Regions from separate parts of the Mus musculus genome. Here region 1 is linked to region 2. Evidence: chromatin contacts called from public Micro-C data. All regions are on one chromosome and are shown on one strand. Each heading gives the region's core, a stretch centred on a gene start, on an enhancer-like site or on the middle of the called end of the contact. The rest is flanking DNA. Distances are from core to core; before and after follow the strand shown. Region 1 holds the start of Arl14ep (ADP-ribosylation factor-like 14 effector protein). Region 2 holds the start of Pax6os1 (paired box 6 opposite strand 1).

Region 1 (7,321 bases), core at 3,559-6,058, 1.3 Mb after region 2:
CTGAAAATTCTGATTTGGAAAACTGTAAAAAGTTAGTAAAATGCAGCTTCTTTAGAAAACAAAAGCAAAATACAGCAAACATGGAGTAGTAGGAAATACCAAAAGAATGAATGTATTTAATCATGAAATGGGAGAAAAAGTCTTGTCAGCTCAGATCTACACCAGAATCCTTGAGATCACAACTACAACATTAAGATCACATTACATGGGAGCGAAGTAGAATAAACAAGAAGTATTCACATGAGAAATATTAGAGATTCAACAGAAAAACTGCTTAGAATATGTAGGGGATTTAACAACGATGCTGGAAACTAACACACTGTATGCTTTACATAATATACAAATGTTAAAAAAATACAAAAGACCTTTATGGAATTCTACAAATTCAGTACTATTTCACTCAAAACACAAATGGAAAGCCCCCTCTGCCATCCTGCTTGAGTGTGGAAGCTGACTGCAGATAGAGTACAAGTCCAAAAATGGTGAGAGTAAAGAAGGGCTGATTTACTAGAAAGCTAAGTAAAGACACTATGGTACTGCTGTAGTGCAGACAAACAGACTGGGGTTTGGTGTATGACGAGGTCCTGTGTTACTGTGGTAAATAGATGGCATTACACACCAAAGTGAAAAGGATTACTGGCTAACATGAAAAAAGAAAAATTTCTTCTGGATCAACAAACACAACACAGATGAACAATCACACATAAAAAGCCTAAGCAAACCTTTATGAGGTTGCCATACCACAACCATCTTCTACCTCCAGACATAGGGAATCATCCCACTGTCATCTTGGCCTGGTAACCATAGCAACTAACTGATACATTGAGATTAGAATGGCAAAGGAACTGTAATCACTTCACAGGAAGTGAACTGGCAGGATAACTGCAGGAAGGACTCAAGGATGTAACCTCTAGGAGGCTGCCATTCATGAGGGCATTACCCATATTCCTGTAAATAATCCCAAAGTTCAATACCATAAGCCAAACAAACTCCCTAGCTCACCAGTGGTTACACTGGTGGGATCGTTATTTAGCTTTGTGGCTGGTGGCCTAGTTGTGGTAAACAGATGTTTGTTTAACCTCTGGTAAACAGGGAAAGTTTGTGCAAGGAACTGTGGGGCCTGCTGTGTGAGTACTATGAGGGCCTGCAAAATCCGTTAACAAGCAGAGGATACACTGTAGTCCTTGAGACTCCAGTGTATGTAGGCTGAGACTGCCAGAAATGCATGACTGCAGCTGCATGGCCCTGAAGGCAGCTGCATGGCCCCTGCTATGTATTATATAAGACTCAACTCGGTGGGCAATCTGGATCAAAGAGAGAAAGAAGAAAGAAAAAAAGAGATGGAGGTGCTGGTTGCCATTTCTTATAGGGACCCCAAAACTTGGAACCCAAGGAAAGAATCTAATAGGGTAGTGAAGGAGAAAACAAGGTGGAAATGATCCTCAGTACAGGAGAAAGAAAATTCACAATTCAGCGTGCACGTGGCCTGCAGCAGGAAACTGAGACTACTCTGCCCTGAACTCCCTGTATCAGACACAAAGTCCTGGGTTCAAGTCCCAGCACCGTAGAAACAAATGATGGAATACTCCTACTGTCTCAGCATCTGGGAGGCTGGCTGATTAGAAACTCAAGGTCGGGCCGGGCGTGGGGGCGTGGCGCACGCCTTTAATCCCAGCACTCGGGAGGCAGAGGCAGGCGGATTTCTGAGTTCGAGGCCAGGCTGGTCTACAGAGTGAGTTCCAGGACAGCCAGGACAGCCAGGGCTATAAAGAGATACCCTGTCTCGAAAAATCAAAAAAAAAAAAAAAAAAAAAAAAGAAAAAAAGAAAAAAAAAAGAAACTCAAGGTCTTCCTCAGCTCCCTCCCTGGAGGCCAGCCTGGGCTAGAAACTGTCTCAAAAGAGGGGGAAAGGTCATCTTAGAACTCAGGAAGTTTATGTTTAGAAATCCAAGTCCTTAAAGTACTATAATTTTTGATGGGTCAATTGTAGAAAATTAAACTGTCCATCTAATCACTGCATTTGAAACGAACCAACCAACCGAAAAAGCAAATCGTGTATAGTTGCTTTACATACACGAATGTCTGTGTCCTACATGGCTGCAGGGCTAGAAAGTGGAGCATCAGATGCCATGGAACCGGAGTTCCAGTTGTTAGCTGCTATGTAGGTGCTGGGTTCAACCCAGGTCTTTGGGAAAAGCAGCCAGCGCTTGTAACTGCTGGCCCATCTCTTCAGTCCCAGTCACTGCATTTTTTTTGTTTTTTTTGTTTTTTAAAGTAAGGATCTCTTTGGAGTCATGGTTAAAGGAGAATTTTCAACAGTTGTTGCCAGATACAGAATTATTAGCTAAATCTGCATATTTGTGCTTTTATCAGTTATGTCCTACATATTGCTAAAAGGTTAATCCCATCTGTCTGAAATTCATATCTAAGTGCACAGTCAGGTATCTTTCTTTTTTTTTTTTTTTTTTTTTTTTAAAGATTTATTTATTTATTATATGTAAGTACACTGTAGCTGTCTTCAGACACTCCAGAAGAGGGAATCAGATCTCGTTACGGATGGTTGTGAGCCACCATGTGGTTGCTGGGATTTGAACTCCTGACCTTCGGAAGAGCAGTCGGGTGCTCTTACCCACTGAGCCATCTCACCAGCCCCGGTATCTTTCTTTTTATCTGCTAAATTTGGCACCTCCATTTTCAGAGCCTTTTAGGAAGCAAAGCCTTCTTTGGTTCTAGCTCTTCTTATTTGAGTTAAAATAGATTTCCTGAAGAACAACTTACAGGAACTGCTCAGTTTAAATTTCCTACGGGAGGGATGGAGTTTCTTTCCTAGACAAGACTGTTGGCAACAGACAGGATGGCTCAGTCAGTACATTGCTTGCCATTGCCACACAAGTGTAGGGACCCAGGCATTGAACCTGCAAAAGCAAACAAGCCAAGTGCTCTGGTGCCCAAATGTAATCCCAGTGTTGGTAAAACGGAGGCAGGAGGGTCCCTGGGGCTTGTTGGCCAGTTAGACGTTCTTAATGACAAATATTAACACCAAAAGCACTATACTTTAATGCCTGAATGGATCAGTGGGTCTGCAGGCCCTTCATAGATGTGTGGCATTGTCTATGCATCTATTTTGTTTTCCAAACAGCAAAAAATAACTCTGACAAGGATTTAACTAAATGACCTACTCCAGGTTGTTCTTCTTCTTCTTCTTCTTCTTCTTCTTCTTTTTTTTTTTTCCTGAGACAGGGTTTCTCTTGTATAGCCCTGGCTGTCCTGGAACTCACTTTGTAGACCAGGCTGGCCTTGAACTCCACCTGCCACTGCCTCCCGAGTGCTGGGATTACGCCACCATGCCGGGCTACAAAATATTTCTTAATCCAATTTTAAGTTACATTGTCTCTAGGCCCACCAAGTTTGGCCAATCACAGGTCAAGTCAGCAAAACCTCCTCAGAGTATGGTGGCTCGGGGGTCACATATTCTCCAGCCACCATGGGATCCAGTCATCTGTATACCCCACTTGTTCGTATCAATTCTTCAAGCATCACTAATTCCTCCTTCACCTCGGAGGTTTCCATCAACCTATGTAAAAGAGTAAACTTCCAGTCTTTCTGCTTTACAGCAACACCATACTCTGCTACTTGTTAGTGCATTATATGCAAAGCTCCAAAGGCAAGGCACTACCGGATTCCCTCAACAGCCAAGGCTTCTCTAATTAGCAAATTCTGACACTTTACTCTTTAGAAATTTTTTGAATAAACACAAGGTCAGAAATTCCTAGAGTCCCAAATGGCAGACTCTCCTTGAAATCGATGTGATCGGATCCCACTTCTCTGCAATGATCCCCACCACAACCCCGCGTGGGATTCACTCATTAATGCCCCTACTCTCTGCCAATGCCTCAACTCATCAGACATAATCAACAGCACTAGGGTAGAAAAAAATTTAAAACAAAACGAAACAAATGAAACCCTCAACCCACCAAAGTGCGTAACTAAATATCACACGGTTAGAACTGCGAAGATTGTGAATTTTAAAGACGGTCTGGAGAGATGGTTCCAGAAGACCCAAGTTAATTCCCAGCACCCACGCCGGTGGCTCAGACTATCCTGTAACTCCAGTTTCAAGGTAATCCGACGCCCTGTTCTGATCTGTCGGGGCTCCAGCCACGCACTGCTGGCACATACATACTGGCAAGACATCCATCCATACAAAATAAAGTAATAAAACAAAATGTTTTTAAAGTTAGACTTGGGAGGCAGAGGCAGGCGGATCTCTGTGAGTTCTAGGTTAGCCTCGTCCACATAGAGAATTCCAAGTCAGCCAAGACTACACAGAGAAACTGTCTCAAAAAACAAAACAAAACAACAAAACTTAAAAGCCCCAGGCCTGGTTACTCGTTTCTGTAATCTGAGCTACTCAGGAGGGGCTTGATGAGTTGGAGGGTAGTTTAGGACATTTGGCACGAGTGAGTCCTCACAAAGAAGCTGAGGATGAAGCTCAGCAGTGGCGAGGCCCTGGTTCAAATAAAACCCTGCAATCTGATGCAGTGGCGGACCTACTGTGTGCAGGGTAGAGCCGGGTGCCAGGCTGCTACAAGCCCCTTCCGCCGTACAAGCCTCCCCTCCCAACACTCCTCCCGGTTCACCGCGGCCTCCCACATTCAAGTGCCATCGGTAGAGTCCACTCACAGCCCTACGGCCCGACCCGGCCCGGTCCACCTGAGCTGCCACGGGTCTCCGCTGGGCTCCGGAAGCACCGTCTCTGCACAGGCCAAGCTCGGCTTTCCACACCACCGCCGGCCCCGCGCAGAAACCGAGAGGACGGCGAGGGCGGCTAGAGAGACCGCTTGTACCATGGAGAGGAACCAGGAGGAGCCTAGAGCGGAAGCCAGCCCGGAGGCCTCCGGAGGAGGAAGGGCTGGGTGCGGGGGACAAGGGGGGATGACTCAATCCAACGCAAGAGTTGCTTCAGTTGCTCGCCCGCCTTGGGGAACTTGTATCCTCTCCTGAGGTTGGGGAATTGGGAGGCTCTTGGAGGCCCTTAGCAAACACAGGTTTCCTTTACTTCGTTTGCAAATCTGTTCTGTGCAGGACACCAAACAAACGCACCTAGATAGCCCTAATCCTGGAGGAGAGTTAAATGCAACTCAAGGAATGGACCTTTTATTTAAAGTCTCACATTTTATTTTTTGATCCATTCCAACTAAACATATTCTAAAACGCTCTCTCTATTATATATTGTAAAAAAAAAAAAAAAGTCTAGATCTTTGAGTAAAAGGTACACCACAGGAAATTAACCTTTACATTTTGGGGGTGGAGAGAAGAGGTGTAATCATTGTTGTTTTGAGGTGCGTGAGTTTTTGTTTTAATTTTGGGACAAGGTTGCAGCCAGGTAGTTGAGGCTGGACCCTAGAACTCTATAGGTAGTCCACGCGGCTATGAATATAACGTTTTCTTGGTTTTGAGAATTTGACACATATGGTGTGTTTGGATCAACTCCACCTCCAGTGATGTCATCTAGAAGTGCAGGACTGGGTTCGGTTCTCTTTGTCAGCTCAAGGATTAAAAAGGAGGACAGCATTACCTGAAATTTTTGGGTGTCCCTGCAGAGTCAACATATGATAACCTAGGAATTTGGGTTCCTTCCTGGGGATCTTAGTTTTATTAATAAAAGAATAAACTAAAACAGAACAACTCAAGGACAACTTATTAGAATTTTAAAAAGAAAACCCAAGAGCAGGCAATTTGTTAATCTTTAAGTTGTCCCAAAGAGGAAGATGTAGAGTATAAATATGACCGGCCTCAGTGGCAGACAGCCTTGGGGTGAGAGGTGGAACTTCCGCAAAGAGGAGGAAGTCTAATGCTAAGTTAGAGAGCTCTGGCCAGCACCTGAAGGAAAAAGATGGAACAATAAATAGTTACACAGTTTTTTTGTCGTGCCTCAGAAAGCAGGTCAGACCCATTGAGGTCAGCCAAACCTAACCAAGGCTCTGCTCTTAGGACTGAATGGGGCATTGGAAGGAGTCTGGGAAGGGAAAACTTGCTCTTAAGCTGAACCTACCTTCCTAGTAGATGTCTCCCAGCCAGACCCTGACCTGCCCCATTGGATTAGACCTTAAGGGAAGAGACTAGGGCATGCCTACAGCTAGGCAGAGATTCCACTCCCTTCTACCTTCTCTCACGTAAAGGCAGGTATATTGGGTTTTGTTTTCGTTTGCTTGTTTTTTAAAAACCCAGAGTCCATTCATTGCTGTCAGTATTTGCTATGTGAGGCTATCCATGAAAGAAAATCAGGAAATGCATCCCTGAAGAAAATTGACTCTCTTCACCAATAGGCATCAAACATCAAAAGCTCCTCAGAAGAGTGGGATTTCGTGGGGTCCTCTCTGTTAGGTCCAAAGTGGCCCCTTGAAATAGTGGTGCTGGTGACAGTGTCCTAAACAGAAGGACCCTGGCTAGGTACTTAGAAGCCTAAAGGCAGGAACCTCCCTTAATCTTTCAGGAGCCTCCTTTACCCTGCCCTGAATGACAACTACCTTGGGCAAGGTATCTAGTTCTCAGCCAATGTGAGCGGCCTACATCAGCTCAAAGATGCCCTTCAGTTGCTCCCCTTATTCCCCAGTAGTCTTGATAGCTTGGTCACCAGTAAGCCCTTCTTTGTGTGGAGTGGTCTAATTCAATGGTTTCACTCCACCCTGGATTCCAAACAGCTGTGTCATTTGGAAGTCTATAAGACACCCCCACCCCCCACCCCAGCCAACAACTTGAAGAACAGCAACTCATACCTAGTACTGGGTAGGCAACGTATGAGGTTATTTTAGATGTCTCCAAAAATGTGACTGAATTAGGGCTGACAAAATTGTCACTTTAGATATATCATGATAACAGTTTTTCTCGTCTGATTTTGACTGCAAGTGACCCTCTGTTCCACCATATTTTCTATTTATTTTAACTTTGGCATGCCTTATAGTTTACTAACTTACTACATATATTTAACACAATTCTGCCTATGTTTCACAAAGTGCACGCTTACTCATATCCTAAATTTAAAACATCCCACAAGCTTTGCATTTATCTCCTAAGCTACTCGCATACTTACTGGCTACAGTTACCACTTCTTATGAATTTCATCCATCCTTAATTAAGCTGCAAAGGCACTCAGCATCATTGGAGTGGAAGGCTTGGGGAGGCAAGTAGAAGACAAATGGTGTCCTTTTCATGCTGCATTAGCTACTGTGTTTTATCCTGATGAAAACTGTAAAACTTTTTAAAAAAAGGAGTGTGGAATGAAGGAGGGGCCAGGACCCAGAATCTCTTATGCTGATGC
Region 2 (7,620 bases), core at 3,812-6,311:
AGGGAGAGAAAGAAATCAAACGTGGTATGGCAAGCTGACTTCTTATGAGAATGTTTAAGAGGAAAAAAAAAAAAAAAAAAGACAGTGGAATGTTCTTGAATTGATGGCAGCAGAGGCTTTTCTCAGTGGGGAAAGCAAACTAACTGCAAGAATTGAGGATTTTCTAAAAGGTTCGGCAGAACTTCTTACTTCCTGGCAGAGCAGCCAGCACCAAGGTAGCTAAGTGAGGCATCTCGTTGTATGAGAGCCTGGAAATAATTGACCAGCACAGAAATCTCGAAATCATATATAATCGGACCATCATGCAGCCCTTTAGACCAGGGTAAAGAAGTGGCAAATATTATCTTTGCATAAATATCTCCCTGTTTGATGCTTGAATTCACAAAATATTCCTCCCATTTTGATTTGAAAGAAGAAAAAAAAAGCCCTGTTAGAACAAGTTTGCTGTTTAAAGGGGAGGGTGTGAAGGACAGGGAGAGAGGAGTAAGAGACCATGCAGTGCCCAGTTAATTTGATTGCTTAAGTGACCTCAGCTTTGGCTAGTTCATATAGGTATCTGAAATGACCTGCAAGAAGACACAGAATTTGTTTTCAATTATCTGTGGACATTTCTCTGCTCTTTTATTTTTTGTGCTGGAAGATCTTTATGAAACCAGTCTTACACGAATTAGTACCCACCCTGGAATGCTAGTCTTTAAAGATAGAACTTAACAGGGTGAATCAATTTTTGTAAACATATTTTCACCAAAAAGACAAATGTCCATCCTGTAGTCTAGATCCAGTAGATGGGGCTCCACCAATCCAGAAAATGCTTTATTTTCATAAAGTAGTTAAAGAGCCAGATGCACAGGGAGGGGTGGGCGAGCCAGATGTTCCTTGAACAAGAGGTCTTAGCTATAGTTCAAGACCATGCATATCCTCCCCCTCCCTCCCTCCCTCCCACCCTCCTTCTGCACTTCTGTGTCTCACCCTTCCTATCTATCTTTCCCCCCTCTTGCCCACGCCCCCTTGCTGGATCCTACTTTCCACCTCCCTTCAACTCCTTGGAAAGGACGCTCCAGCATCCCAGGGAGGAATGGAAACTCCACAGACCTTTAGCCACTACCTGCTGGCAATCAAAGCTGCTGCTGAGAAACAGAACCTGGGATTGCCCCCAAGTGTAGAAGAATTGGGACAAGAAACCTGGAAGGAACGTTTCTTTCACCTCTCCTACAGCCTGCCTGGAGCAGCACTCCAGAGGCTAGTTACAAGTTATCTATTAAGCCTCCAAGCAATCGTCAGTATACCTCCGCCAGGAGCAGTGTGGCCTAGAGACGCTGAGAGTCCAAGCCCAGCAAGGCTATATAACCCCAAGGCTAGGCACACCTTGGAGAAGAGTCTAAGGCAATGAAGGGAGGCTCCATCACCGCCGCCCTCCCCCAGTACTGAGACTTCTGGTAGTGTCTCCAGAGTTCTGTAAGGTTGATGGCTACCGGGAGAACCTGACTCAGGCCTGTGGTTATGCTTACCAGGTGGTGACCCCAACGCCCGCTCCCTCTCGCCCAGTTTTCAGTGTGTGCCCGGGGCAAATAGAGAGCGGCTTTAAGCGTTGGCCTGGAGCTCGGGAGGGCCAAGGTCTGGCCTCGCCTCCACCACTACCCGGCCCTAACGAGCCCTTTATTGACAGACAGATAGATAAGCTGGCGAGGGCTGTGGCGTTTCCAGCTTCGCTCTTGAGCACCCTGCTGGGTTGCAGGGATCCGCACAAGCTTAATGGCTCCAAACAAGCTCCAGCAGCCCTCGCTGCAGCCTCCGGTCGGAACAAGGGGTGGGTGAAAAGCCTGGGACAGACACAGAGAAGCTGGGAAAGTCAATCTGAGGCCCAGGGCCCACAAGTCACCCATCCCCCCAAGGCAGATGGTGGAATACGCGGGACCGCAAGACATTTGAGGACGTGACTGGAGGAAGTTCTGACTGGAAGGTAGGGGCTTACCGAAAAACTAAGTCTTAGGAGGTGGCAGCGGGGAGCGAAGAAAGCAGAGCAAAGGCTTCAACGCCACTACCCAAACTCTCAGGATTCGCGGGACGACTAGACCGCTCTAGAATCCAGATCACGCTACAGTGGTTCGAGGGGAGTAGATGTTGGAATGGAGAGAGGAAGAATGGGAGGCTTTTGTAAATTAAAATGTCTCCATTGGGACCTATCCAACGCGTTCCCTTTCGCCTTGTCCACAGAACCGGATCTCCAGGCGCGAAGCACTCAGCAAGGTGCTAGAAGAAAAGAAAAGGTCTGGCAGAAAGCTGGCCAAAACTGAAGGAACCGGCCAGCGGGCTGCTGGAGGCGCCCTGGTCTTGTTGCAAACTTCCACACCGGTCCAGGTGTGTCGGGGGAGGAGCAAGAACCTGGAGAGCCTGCACCCCAGCGCCTTTTGCGCAAGACTCTCTCCCTCCACCGCCCTCATCCGGCCAAGGAGTGCAGGCTCTAGCCCTCGAACTTCCCTCGCGTCTAAATGTTCCCCTCCTGGTCTCCACACTTGTACAGCCTAGTCCACCCTGGCTGTCTCCCAGAAGTTGCCTGAAGGCAATTCCACGCCCACTCCCTTCCTTGCCCACCATCTCCACGAGAGTCTCCCGCCCCTCCAGGACCTCAGTCATTTCCAAACTCCATTCCCAAAGCAAGCAGAAGAGGGAGGAGAATGAAAGTTGAGAAGCCCTCGAGGGCGAAAGGGCAAGGATGTCGACGCGGGTGTAGGTATCTATTCCAAGATAGACAGGCTTAGCAAATCTAAGCCGTCCTCTGTTCCACAGAGGGTGTGAAGACCACGGGATCAGTATCTGGCGACCTTGCCCCAATATCTTCACTCACTGAGCACGAGGAAGGGAAATCTTAACCTCCCAATCTTCTATGTCCCCACTTTTGCCCCTCTAGGCCACAAAGTCAACAGTTAGCCCTCAAGTCAAAGATAAATACCATCATCTACATTTTCTACATGAATGGAGCTTTTCAGTTCCAAGCGAGGGAAGCCCGGGCACTCTGGCTTTGGGACTTCCCTAAGGAAAACGCCAACAGGCTTAGATTTGGCCGGGTTTGGGAAAGGAGTTTGCTCATTGGTTGCTGGAGCCACAGTCTGTGCCCAGCTTGTGACTTGTGGAAGCTAGGGCCAGGTAGGGTTATCCATTGGGTCATCTCGTGAAAAGAACTTGCCAGAGATCCCTTTCGACCCCTCGTGGTCTTCGTCCCTCTGATGAAGTGACTCTCTAGAGAACCTAAGGACAGGCTACGGGGTCACTTAGAGAGATAACTGGCTGGCCTAAGAGCAAGTACAGTGGGATCCGCGTACTGGATGGCCCCTGAACTCCGCAGGACCTGTTTACTTGAAAGTAGGGGGAGGGGGGCTTAAGCCGAACCTCAGGGAGGACAATACCAGCCAGAGGCAGGCTGGGCGTGTGCAGTTACCGGCCAGACCCCTGAAGACTCTTAGGATGGAGGAGTCAGACTCTGCCTGAAGAGAGGGAGTCTCCCGCCGGGCCAGAGAGCTAATCTGCCGAGCTGAACCCAACTCTGGCCGCCGTGACGTCATCCGCGCCCGGCAACCAATGAGGGCATTGCTGGCGTGGATATTAAGGAAAGTTAGCGCCTGCCGGAGCACCCTCTTTTCTTATCGTTGACATTTAAACTCTGGGGCAGGTCCTCGCGTAGAACCCGGTTGTCAGATCTGCTACTTCCCCCCGAGAAGCGGCTTTGAGAAGTGTGGGAACCAGCGCCACCAGACTCACCTGACACCCCACCCTCGGCTCACAGGTAACCGCTTTGATTCTAGCCAGACTCACCCCAAGAGTAGCGGCGCCCCTCTCCGACGTGCAACCTGTGTGTTCAGGTCATAGAAACCCTCCCCGAGTGGCCCCGGCCTTGATTTTTTTCTTTTTCTTTTTAAAGGAAGCTTACAAAGATGGTAGAGGAGTTGCTGCGGATGGGACGGGGGTGAGGGGGAGGGGATGTCTTTGCGAAGCATGCTTCTTTGTAAAAGTAACAAAATGTTGTGGTCTCAAGAGAGGACTTCCCGTCTGGCCCTGAGCTGGGGGTGATGTGGGGGGTGGGAGGGTGGTGGCTGTGGCCGCAGTCTAAAGAAATCGCTGAGATCCTAAGAAAAGCAGGCGGTGGGCATGCAGTTTGCAACACGCCTTCCCCCGATGCAATTAGCGACATTCATGCTTGGAGAAGCCACCAAGCCTCGCGCCGAATTCATGGAGCACCCCGCGGAAGGTCGGGCGACTTGCGACAAAAGTTTCCCCAAGGTTGTGTAGATGTGTGTTCCATATCGAAGTCAAAGTCTTGGGGTTCGTTTCCCCCGAAAGGAGCACAGGACGAAAGAATGCGGCCCTCCAGAGCTGGGCAGCGCGCGCGAAGGCCCCAGCGTGTGATTTGAGCTTCCTTCGGAAGACCTAATAATTAGCGATTCTCACTGAGCTAGAATGCGGGCTCGGGTTACCGGGAACGGGTTCCTAGCAGCGGCGGAGCTCTTTGCCTCGGCGGGAAGCATGTGGGCTCCAGGGGAACCCGGTTGCTGAGTGCCCTGGAGAGAGATACCCAGCCATGCTCCGGCTCCAGGAAGGCCAGAACTTGGCCGAAGTGGGTCAGGAAAGTGATTACCCCTAACTTAAACTAAAAGGTGTTTTCGCCAGGTTGGAAAATCTCTCACTCAAGCCCTAAGCTTACCAGGAGCCGCTCAGGCTGCCTGAGTCGGGGCACCGGAGCAACCCACCGGAAATTTGAGGCCATGTAGCAGGCCTGGCCTGGATCTCGCCCACTCCCACGCGTGCTCCTGACGCCCTCTCTCTAGACCCGCTGGAGGCACTTGTCCAGATCGTTTGGCTCTCAAGCACCTGTGACAGGTGCCCAGGAGTCTAACTCTGAGCAGAGTCCCCTCTGAGCGCCTCACATAGAAAGGAGGCCACGGGCAAAGTGGCCACCAGTCTGAGCACCTTACCTGAACGGGGGTCCTCTCCTCCGAGAGTTCCTTATTCCAGAGTTGAGCCGTGAGCAGTTTGCCCGCTTCGCAGTAGGAAGTGGACCTTCTCCTCTAGTCATAAATCAAACCAGCCATCCTCGGGCCTCCTCCCTCATTAGAGATGTTTATTGGAGATTGTGTTTATTCGGCTGTCACGGCGAGAAAACGCGGTGACATAATTACCTCTGACCAGAGTCCTCGCCCTGCGCCCAGGGTGAGCCAGGGACTTCCTCTGCTGTGGTCTTACTCTGCTGCCCTCCTTGATCAGAGGGCAAATCGGATTGGTGTGTCTACTTTTTCCTCCCTCAGACTTCGTATCATTTGAATTATTGGAGAACTTAGTATTCAAATTTCCGCCAGTGCCCAGACTTGGAAAAGAAAACCAAAGAGAATCCAGCTTCCAGGGAGAGAGGGAGAGAGAAGTAAGGGAGAGAGAGAGGGAAAGGGAGAGAGAGAGAGAGAGAGAGAGAGAGAGAGAGAGAGAGAGAGAGAGAGTAAATCTTGCATGAGAACTTTCTAGTGCACTGGCAGAGATGCTTGGCCAGACCTAGAAGGACGAGTGCCTGTATTTGTGGTATTATTTTTTCTTTTGCTTCCCTTTTTCATTCCTTTTCTTTTCGGGAGGAATCTGGCTGCAGAGCCTTGATCCCAGAGTTCGGATATTCTCCCAGGTGGACCCCGATCTCCGAGGAAACAACCAGGGCTTAATCCCTCATTGCTCTGTCCCTGACTCCCAATCCCCACAAGTTTTTCCCTGATGGGGAGGCTTCAAGTCACCATCTGTGAGACTGGGTTAGGAAATGATGAAAAGCGCCAAATTGTTCTCTAATTGAAAAATACATTGTTTTTTTGGAGGAGTGTGCACTGACAAAGTATCTGGGATTTCAGCTTTTGATCCCTTGCTACTGCTGCCTCTGCTCTCCAGTCACTAATAAAACTCGCATTGAGCCCCTTAGTGCCTTGATTAACAGGCAGATTAACTCTTACTGGGGTTGGGAACAGCTTGTCTCAATCAATGTCATTTTAAAAGCCTGTCAGGATGTGCTTAGTTCGGTTCCAGGCTGCTGGAGTGAGCCAGCCCTGACATTTGCTCTCTCTTTCCCAGTCTCAAAATCCTGAGCATCAGGCCTGCACGTTTCTAGCTCCTGAACAAAACAAATGGCAGGAGTCAGTCCCTGGCCCTTCTACCAGGCAGCTGTTCAGACATATTCTATAGAGCGGTGACCTTAGCAAGCTTTTCATTTGAAGCTGAACACTTACCTCTTTAGTACTGAGGTTAGAAGAAAAGGAGACTTGAAGGAATGTCCCGGGGTTGGAGAATGGAAAGAGAACTTTTCTAGACACCCTATCTGTAAAAATCCCAAAACGATGGGATTTCAGGGTGTCCTATGCGTTAGAGACTTTGAATCTACTTTCCATATAGACAACTGTAGGATGTGGAAGAAAGGAAGCTTGAGAGTTAACTAGCCTCCTACAAGAAAGCTCTTTGCTGGGACACCCATCCGGACAATGCCGGGATTTAAGCATTTTAGGGGTGGGCTGGGAGGGAAATGGAGGGGGAGAGGTGCTGACCAATATGAAGAGAAGAGGATTGGACCCGCGAGCGCCCAGATACACTAACCATTTGGCAAGAAGAAAGGAAAGGAAAGGGCACCATGGCTTTTTCCAGTCAAGCTAAAGCCTGGAGGCGCCGCTGGGCGGTCGTTCGGCTCTCTTCTGTTTCTGTACTGTCCTGGGCTTTGGCTAGGCTAGCCGGTGAGCAGGATTCAGGCAGGTTGCTGGGGTAAGCGGAGAGAGAAAGCCCCAAGCCAGGGAGGCATCAGGAACTGGGTGGCTAGGGTGGAAGACTTTGATTTTTATGACCTTTTGATTTGTTTGCCATCCCAGAGATCCCTGGAATCCACTCTTCAGGGCCTGCAGAAAGAGACACACTTGGAGCTCTCTAAAGTGTCTCGGGTGTTTACTGAGACCTTCCTCCTCCAAAGAAATTCATCCTTGCCCTCCTCAGTGTGTCTGCAACCGCGCCTCAGCTAGGACCAGTCAAAATGGGAGTTTGGAGGTGTGGGAACACGGAATGGAGTACTGGTTGTTCTGAGGCTGTGAGGCCAAAGCACATTTCCCCAGAGAACTGGGCACTTCTTTGCCTCGCCAGGGGCCGCTCTCGGGACAGAGACTAAATGCGGTGGGTACAGGCTACCAGGGACTGTTGGGAGTGATTCTGAAGGGGCCTCCTACTTTCGCATCCATGATGGTTAGAGAGGTTCTGAACACCGTCGGGCAAACCTCGATGCCCCCAGCGCCACTCTACACCACGAGCTTTCAGTTACCCGGCCAGAGGAAAACCCGTCCTCGCACGGGTCAGAGGGTAGAACGGAGGAAAGAGTAGCAGAGTAGTAGTGAAAGGCAGCGGGGGTCGGGGGGGGGGCGCCTAAAATGCAGCTTCGCCAGCCTTTCTATTCTAACACTAACACTGGAGGACAAGCGAAATGGGCCTCCGACGGGTTGAAAGCCTCAGTTAAAATGGCGACCCGAGCGTTGTCTCCGTTTTACTAGTGCCTTGCACCTTGGTTTTAGCCTCCCTCCTTCCAGGTCTCTTCCCGACAGCAGGTGCTTGGCAGAAAAGATGATTCAC

The links. A called contact is a pair of places that touch in the nucleus more often than the background predicts.
Region 1: a contact with region 2 is called in a Micro-C map of the G1E-ER4 cell line. The contact joins the promoter of Arl14ep here to the promoter of Pax6os1 in region 2. A contact is called at or near these places in 5 of 39 promoter capture datasets (the 3T3-L1 cell line, embryonic stem cells, hematopoietic stem and progenitor cells and 2 more), 2 of 484 Hi-C or Micro-C datasets (the G1E-ER4 cell line and group 2 innate lymphoid cells) and 4 of 115 datasets of contacts at active chromatin or transcription factors (astrocytes, embryonic forebrain and embryonic stem cells).

The regions. Positions count from the first base shown.
Region 1 is chr2:106,969,589-106,976,909 of GRCm38.p6, forward strand. Arl14ep (ADP-ribosylation factor-like 14 effector protein) reads right to left here and starts at 4,809. Exons shown (of 5, transcript NM_001025102.2): 1 at 4,684-4,809.
Region 2 is chr2:105,665,269-105,672,888 of GRCm38.p6, forward strand. Pax6os1 (paired box 6 opposite strand 1) reads right to left here and starts at 5,062. Exons shown (of 4, transcript NR_002867.2): 1 at 4,968-5,062. It also overlaps a transcript of Pax6 not described here. RefSeq lists enhancers at 1-190, 1-71, 1,241-1,690, 1,241-1,540, 1,301-1,751 and 2 more.